2 separate regions of the Pan troglodytes genome follow, and region 1 is linked to region 2. A link is a contact called in public Hi-C data. All regions are on one chromosome and are shown on one strand. Each heading gives the region's core, a stretch centred on a gene start, on an enhancer-like site or on the middle of the called end of the contact. The rest is flanking DNA. Distances are from core to core; before and after follow the strand shown. Region 1 overlaps CAMKMT (calmodulin-lysine N-methyltransferase). Region 2 holds the start of SIX3 (SIX homeobox 3).

What was found. Hi-C and Micro-C count contacts between places; a contact is called where the count stands out from the background.
Region 1: a contact with region 2 is called in a Hi-C map of stem cell-derived neural progenitor cells, with 1.8 times the contacts expected there. The contact joins the enhancer-like site here to the promoter of SIX3 in region 2. A contact is called at or near these places in 1 of 7 Hi-C or Micro-C datasets (stem cell-derived neural progenitor cells) and 1 of 1 other capture datasets (stem cell-derived neural stem cells).

What each region holds. Positions count from the first base shown.
Region 1 is chr12:78,006,559-78,009,870 of NHGRI_mPanTro3-v2.0_pri, reverse strand. CAMKMT (calmodulin-lysine N-methyltransferase) reads left to right here. Exons shown (of 11, transcript XM_001145471.8): 5 at 1,385-1,439; 6 at 2,499-2,562. Among named protein-coding and RNA genes, the nearest start is that of SIX3, 240 kb to the right of the region's middle. Within about 2 kb of position 1,965, at least 7 of the 24 cell types and tissues checked have an H3K27ac peak or open chromatin away from gene starts, as enhancers often do. A contact at or near this core is called in stem cell-derived neural progenitor cells, where this site is marked.
Region 2 is chr12:77,769,820-77,773,218 of NHGRI_mPanTro3-v2.0_pri, reverse strand. It overlaps SIX3 (SIX homeobox 3), which reads left to right and starts at 1,645. Exons shown (of 2, transcript XM_016948454.3): 1 at 1,645-2,581. The coding sequence starts at 1,779.

The DNA of each region.
Region 1 (3,312 bases), core at 716-3,215, 240 kb before region 2:
GTGCATTACAGATCGAACCCATGGATGGAATTTAGGAAAAAAAAAAAAACTTTATTTGAAAATTCTAAAGATGTTTGGTAGACCCAGAAAATATAGGTTTTTCATTTTAATTCTCATTTTATAAAAGTCATTCAATATATACTTCCTGAATAGCTCATTATGATAGCAGATAAGCCACTAGTGATCATAGCGTGTGTTTTAACCGTATGTACTTACAAGATTGGGTCAATAATATGTATTTTTTTAAGCTCTATGGGTCCATATTTACCAACCAGTCTTTAATTGCTTTAAACAACCAAACACTCATTAAGTGTGTTTTGAAATATTAATGTCCTTGCTTGGCTTCTTCTCCTCCCTTTCCCCCTCTTCCCACCTCTCCCTCCCTTTTAATTTTGCTTTTTTTCTCCTCTTGAGGTAATAAACTTCCCAAACTGGGAAGAGGAAACAATCCTAAGAGTCTAAGCATATAAATAAGAACAGGGCAATTTTGAATGTGGGCTGCAGAGCTGCCCTGGAAGTCTGGCATTTGCTCATCTCGCTGTGCTTAAGCTTGACTGGAGCTCCAATCAGCGAGCAGTGGGCCAGGGCGAGAATGTCACACGTTAAGGGCTGATATTTAGGCACAAAGGGGAAGGTAAGTGCAGAGTGCCACCCTAGACTGTCAGCTTTAACTCTGAGCTGCTTTACTTTTGAGCTGTGAAGTCAGAGCCCAGTCATTACTTTAGCCTGGGTTTGCTGGCTTAACCATATTATGTCCCTGCATTGTTTATTCACTGTGTTGTGTTGGGGTCAATTGTGATTTAAGTGTTAATTGCTAAATGCTCTTTGTGTAATTGTTCTTTATGGGGACTGTTCAGCTTTCCAAAATGTTTCAGTTTGTTTAAGAATTTTTTTTTTTTAATTCAGGATTGCATCTATTTATTTTGTGTGTGTTGTTTGTATGTAACTATAATATAGGTATATACACACTCATATATATTCTTCATTTACTTGTCTAACTGTTTTTGAAGGAATGAATGTGGATTAACAGTGTTATCCTTTCCTAACAATTCTCTTTCGCTACTCTAGCTAGTTTAGTTCTAAAAGACAGCGCCATTGACAACGGAAAAAAAGGGAACCTTCTCAGATTTTTCAGCTCAGCGGTGGTAATGTTGCAGTGAACACTAATGAGGGAACCCCCACTGATTTGCCTGCTTTGTGACTTTTCTATTTCATAATTATTTTTAAAACGCAAAACGACATGAGGTAGCCTAGTCATGTCTCTACAACTTCCTGGTAGCGCCGTTCTTACTGCAGATGGCAATTTGTTCTTGTAACATATATCTCTCTCTGACCATTTTCATCTAATTTGTATGGGTTCTACCATTTCTTTTCTCTCTTTCAGGGCCCTTGCTGTGTGTGAGCTAGGGGGTGGCATGACATGCTTGGCTGGGCTCATGGTAGGTCTTTTCTCCATTCCAATCCCATTCAGAGGGAGGAACAAAAGGAAAAATGTTCCAGGGCCTCCAACTGCTGGGTCAGAGAACCGTCAACAGCATCAGCTGCGGTCAAGCTGCCGGGTCTTGAGAGACCTTCTAGATTGACTTAACTTTCGGATCATATTGATTTTATGGTTGCCTCGATGAGCAGAAACATTTTACCTCAGTGTAGTCAATATTGCTTGTTGTGACATTCCAGGCCTCGCACAGTCTTTCTTTGCCATAGCGAAAGCATTTTTTTTTTTTTTTTTCAGATTATAGTCCCATTTGCTAAGATACAGGAATAGCCCGGCGAATCACAGTTGGAGCACCATGATATAGCTGCTAATGTTTTGCCTGCATTATTACACCAACAAACATGATCCAGAGCGCTCAGTAATTAGATTCTTTTGAATTAGATTGGCCATTCAGGAACGTCGTTCCCCATTCTCTGGGTTCTGAGTCATGTATTCAGGAGATATTATGTAGCAGCACAGTGCATTAGACAAGTTTTTATGTCTCTACAAATAAAAGCATATTGTTACACTGATTGGCATTTGACAAACCTGTCGCTCTTATACAATGTGTCGAGGTTACAGCCCAATGTGCGAGCATGTCAAAGCTCACAAAAAAATTACCCTCACAAAGCCATCTGCCTGCAATGCAAAGTTATATGAAGGGCATCAGGCAGTCAGACAGAAGCAAGCTGAAAGGCAGAGTGACAGCCTTGTATGATGGCTCTACTAGATAAACAGAAGCCCACAAATGAAAGCCTCTCAGAATACCATCATCCGCTGTCACAATGCAATTACCGAACAGAATGATAGCAAGATAGAGGCTCCCGCAAATGGAATGATAAAAGTATTGACTGATTTGATTGAATGATTAAAATAATGCAGACATAAAATGAAAAAAGATTGAAGATTGTTACAGAGAAATAGGTGAGGAAGCATGATACTGAAGGCTTGTCACTCCTGTCTTCACTTCCACACAGACAAGCATATTTGCTCATTGTTTGCTGTGCTCCCTTTTTTTTTTCAGGTTGCTATTTCTGCAGATGTCAAAGAAGTTCTGTTAACTGATGGGAATGAAAAGGCCATCAGAAGTATCCTTATTCAGATAGAAAACGGGTTTGTTGTGCTCATTCCTTTTTCCCGGCTGAGTAACAATTGATATAAAGAAAGACAGCATGGGGTATTAAAAGAGAGTTTCCCCCCTACATACATGATAAGTAATTAAGAAAAAGTAGAAATATATGAATTCCTTGCATACAACTCCGTGGGTTTTTTTCTTTCCATAGATTTTTATAGACATCTCTCATGAAAGGACCCTACAAAATTTGTTTCATAATAATTTTCAAGCATTCTTGTTCTTTTATTTCCATTGGAATTTGCCAGTGTAAAATAAATTATTTGGTATTTATTGTATTTGGATATTGCTGGCAAATATTAACTTCCAGCTTCATGTTTGTTATTACATTTATGCACTTGATATTGTATGTACTGTGTAATATTGTGCCTGCTCTAATTGCTGAGGGTACCTATATTCCCCCACTGGAACAGCTGTCAGTTCTTCATTATTTCCTTTTATTTAGGATTTTATTTAGGATTATACAAGCTATCTCTATTTTTCCGCTATGCTATTACAGTTCAAACTCCATTAGATTATGCTTTACTAATATGTACACAGAGTTCATGAAAATTGAACTGTACTTTAACTAAGAAAGCAAGCATAAATGTAGCTATTTTAGCAGTCGAGCTGATTTGTTCAGGGGCAGTTAACAGCTGTTAGAAACTGAGAGGAAAAGTGGAAGATATGTTTGCTTTGGATTTTTTTTTTTTTTTTGGTGTGCCTT
Region 2 (3,399 bases), core at 396-2,895:
CAGTGCTCAGGGAAAGACGTCTCTGACCCCGACAAATCTGCGTAAATCACACTTCCATAGTTACAGAAGCCTCACAAAGGGAGGCCCGGCTCAAGATGCTGATTACATCTTCTTAAAAGCAACATACCTAAGAATAAATACCCATGCCTGGCCTAGGGGCTGTGGTGGCCAGAGGCAGAGAGGGCCCTCTGTGTTCTATGGGCCTTTTGGCGTCTGTTTTAGGCTTTCGATGTTACTTTCCCTAGAGAAATTAGACAGTTTAAAAATAATAATGGTAATTATTATTATTTTACAATACGAGCAAACAAGCAATTTTCAGGCCTTATTCACTTCATCCGGGTGGCTGGCCTCCAAAGTTTGAGTGCCCTCTGGGGCTGGCAGGCAGGACCAGAGCTCCTTCTGTTGTGTGGTGAGGAGTGGGCATCTGTGGGACTTTTCTGGGTCCAGAGGGCTCTTGGGCTTCTCGGCTCTCGCAGCTCCTCCACCACTCCTCAGAGAGGCAGCTGAATTCTGGGAAGAAACAAAGAGTTGAGTTGCTTCTTAAGATGGAAAGAAGTGTACTGTTTGGACTGTTATTTTAAAATACAGGGTGGTGGGGGAAATCGAGGCTCCTTGGCCGGGGGGGGGGGAGTAAAGAGAAGCCTAATTGATGAAGAGGGAGTTGAGGTGAATGTGGTCCATGGGCATCGATGGGGGAGGCAAGAGCGGCCTCCAGCACCCTGGGAATTGGGCTCAGGCTCCCTGGCGCCAGATACCCTCGGAATCCGGGATCCCTGGCTGGCGCCACGGCCCGCTGGGCCAAGGTCGGTGCTTGGTGGGCCCCATGATCTCATCTCTCCTTTCTTCCTTGCCACTATTAGTGCTTACATAGGCAGAAAGAGGCGGCCCGACGTGCACACCATGTGCAAACCGCGCCCGCTGGGCTGGTCAGCCGTCTTTCCTTGCCTGCCGACCTGGACTATGTGGAGCCTGGGGGACCCTCTTGCCTCCCAACAAAATCCCCGCTCTAATTGCACATCCCATTCAACAACTCTGCCCAGGGCTTTTCGAATTTCTGGATCAACTTCTTTAGGAAAAAGGGAAGAAGAAGGCTCAGAGACAGCGGTAGAGAAAAGAGGAGAGAGAGGGAGAAGAGAGAAGAGAGGAGGGGGAAGTAGCGAGATTAAGAGTTGCAAAGATAAAAAAAATTCTCTTTATTCCCCCACTTCTCCCTCCTTCCCTGCTCTCCCCCTCCCCCCGCCCTCTGGCTAAGTGGTAAAACCGTCCTTACGTTCTCGGTATTGATTGGCAGGGCTGACAGTGATTGGCAGTGGTTGCCGTGGCAACGCCACAACGACAGGCCACAGACCAATAGAAAAGCGAAACAAAATGTTTCAATGCTGCACTCACTGTGGATTTAGGGGAGATATTATGAGGCTGTTGTCATTAGGGCGATTGCGGTGGAATCGCTGAATCTTGACTCGGCGGTGGTTGGCTCTCCCTCTCCTCTCTCCCTCTCCCTCTCTGTCTCGGGTTCTCTCTCTGCGCGCGCGCACCGGGCCGCTCTCCTACCTCCCTCTCTATGTGGCTGCGCGGGTGTGTGTGTGTGTGGATGTGTGTGGGGTGTGGGTGTCCCTTACGCCCTTCCTCCTCCCCCTCCTCCTCCTGCTCCCCCCTCCTTTCCTTCTCCTCCTCCCCCCTCTCCTCTCCCTCCTCCTGGTCCTCATCGCCCCTCTCCTCCTCTTCCTCCCCTCTCTCTTCCTCTCCCTGAATTTTCTCCTCTCCTCTCAGGTCAGTCCATGGTATTCCGCTCCCCCCTAGACCTCTATTCCTCCCACTTCTTGTTGCCAAACTTCGCCGATTCTCACCACCGCTCCATACTTCTGGCGAGTAGCGGCGGCGGGAACGGTGCGGGAGGCGGCGGCGACGCGGGAGGCGGCAGCGGCGGCGGGAACGGTGCGGGAGGCGGCGGTGCTGGCGGAGCAGGCGGCGGCGGCGGCGGCTCCAGGGCCCCCCCGGAAGAGTTGTCCATGTTCCAGCTGCCCACCCTCAACTTCTCGCCGGAGCAGGTGGCCAGCGTCTGTGAGACGCTGGAGGAGACGGGCGACATCGAGCGGCTGGGCCGCTTCCTCTGGTCGCTGCCCGTGGCCCCCGGGGCGTGCGAGGCCATCAACAAACACGAGTCGATCCTGCGCGCGCGCGCCGTGGTCGCCTTCCACACGGGCAACTTCCGCGACCTCTACCACATCCTTGAGAACCACAAGTTCACCAAGGAGTCTCACGGCAAGCTGCAGGCCATGTGGCTCGAGGCGCACTACCAGGAGGCCGAGAAGCTGCGCGGCCGCCCACTCGGCCCGGTGGACAAGTACCGCGTGCGCAAGAAGTTCCCGCTGCCACGCACCATCTGGGACGGCGAGCAGAAGACGCACTGCTTCAAGGAGCGGACTCGGAGCCTGTTGCGGGAGTGGTACCTGCAGGACCCCTACCCCAACCCCAGCAAGAAACGCGAACTGGCGCAGGCCACCGGCCTCACTCCCACACAAGTAGGCAACTGGTTTAAGAACCGGCGGCAGCGCGACCGCGCCGCGGCGGCCAAGAACAGGTTAGTGGCGGGGCCCGCGGCCTGGCTACAGCCTCAGAGGCCTGGGAAGGGGAGAGGGGTTGAGATGGGGCTAGCGGAGCGGCCGCTGAGAGCCAGGGAAGCCGTGACTCCTGGCCAGTCGGAGAAAGTTTCCGCTTGTCCGGGGCGCGCGGAAGAGGGGGCGGACTGGCTGTGGGTGTATTGATTGCTTTGACCAAGAGGGGCTTTCGTCAGGGCAGAGAGTGTCTGCTTGCGACCCGAGTTCCCGCAGCCCCTGGGAGACTTAGCCCTGCGCTGCACCCGTGCCTGCCTCCTCAGCCCTGCCGCCAGCTCGGCGATCCTCTGGAGCCTAGAGACAGGGAGGGAAGGAAAGCACTCTTTGCCGTCTGGTTCTTATTTCTGTGCATTGCAAAACCCCGAGAGAAATCCACTAGCGTCAGAGAGAGGAAAGTGAACCTGGGTCCCTACCACAAGGGGAAAAGGCCGGAGGCCACTGCGCAGCGGGCCTGTTTCCCCGCAACGCTGCACGTTGCCTGACTGGGAGCAGGAGAGCCGGGCTGGGAGTGGAGAGGCCTAGCGTGTGCGTGTGCGTGTGTGTGTGCACGCGCGTGTGCATGTACTCGCCCTCCTGTTTCAGCCGAGGAGAATCCCTTTGGTCCTCTAAGCTGGGAAGCGGGCACGAGCAGCCTCGTTGCCGGCAAGTTGGCCACAAAGTCACAAAATTGTATAGGGCTTGACCAACATCACAGGAGCTGGGCCTGGGGGAAGGAGAAAAAGAACCAGAGGGAAAGAAGTGGATAGGCGAAAGGAGTGGGGAGAGAAGGGAGAAAGAAGAGAGG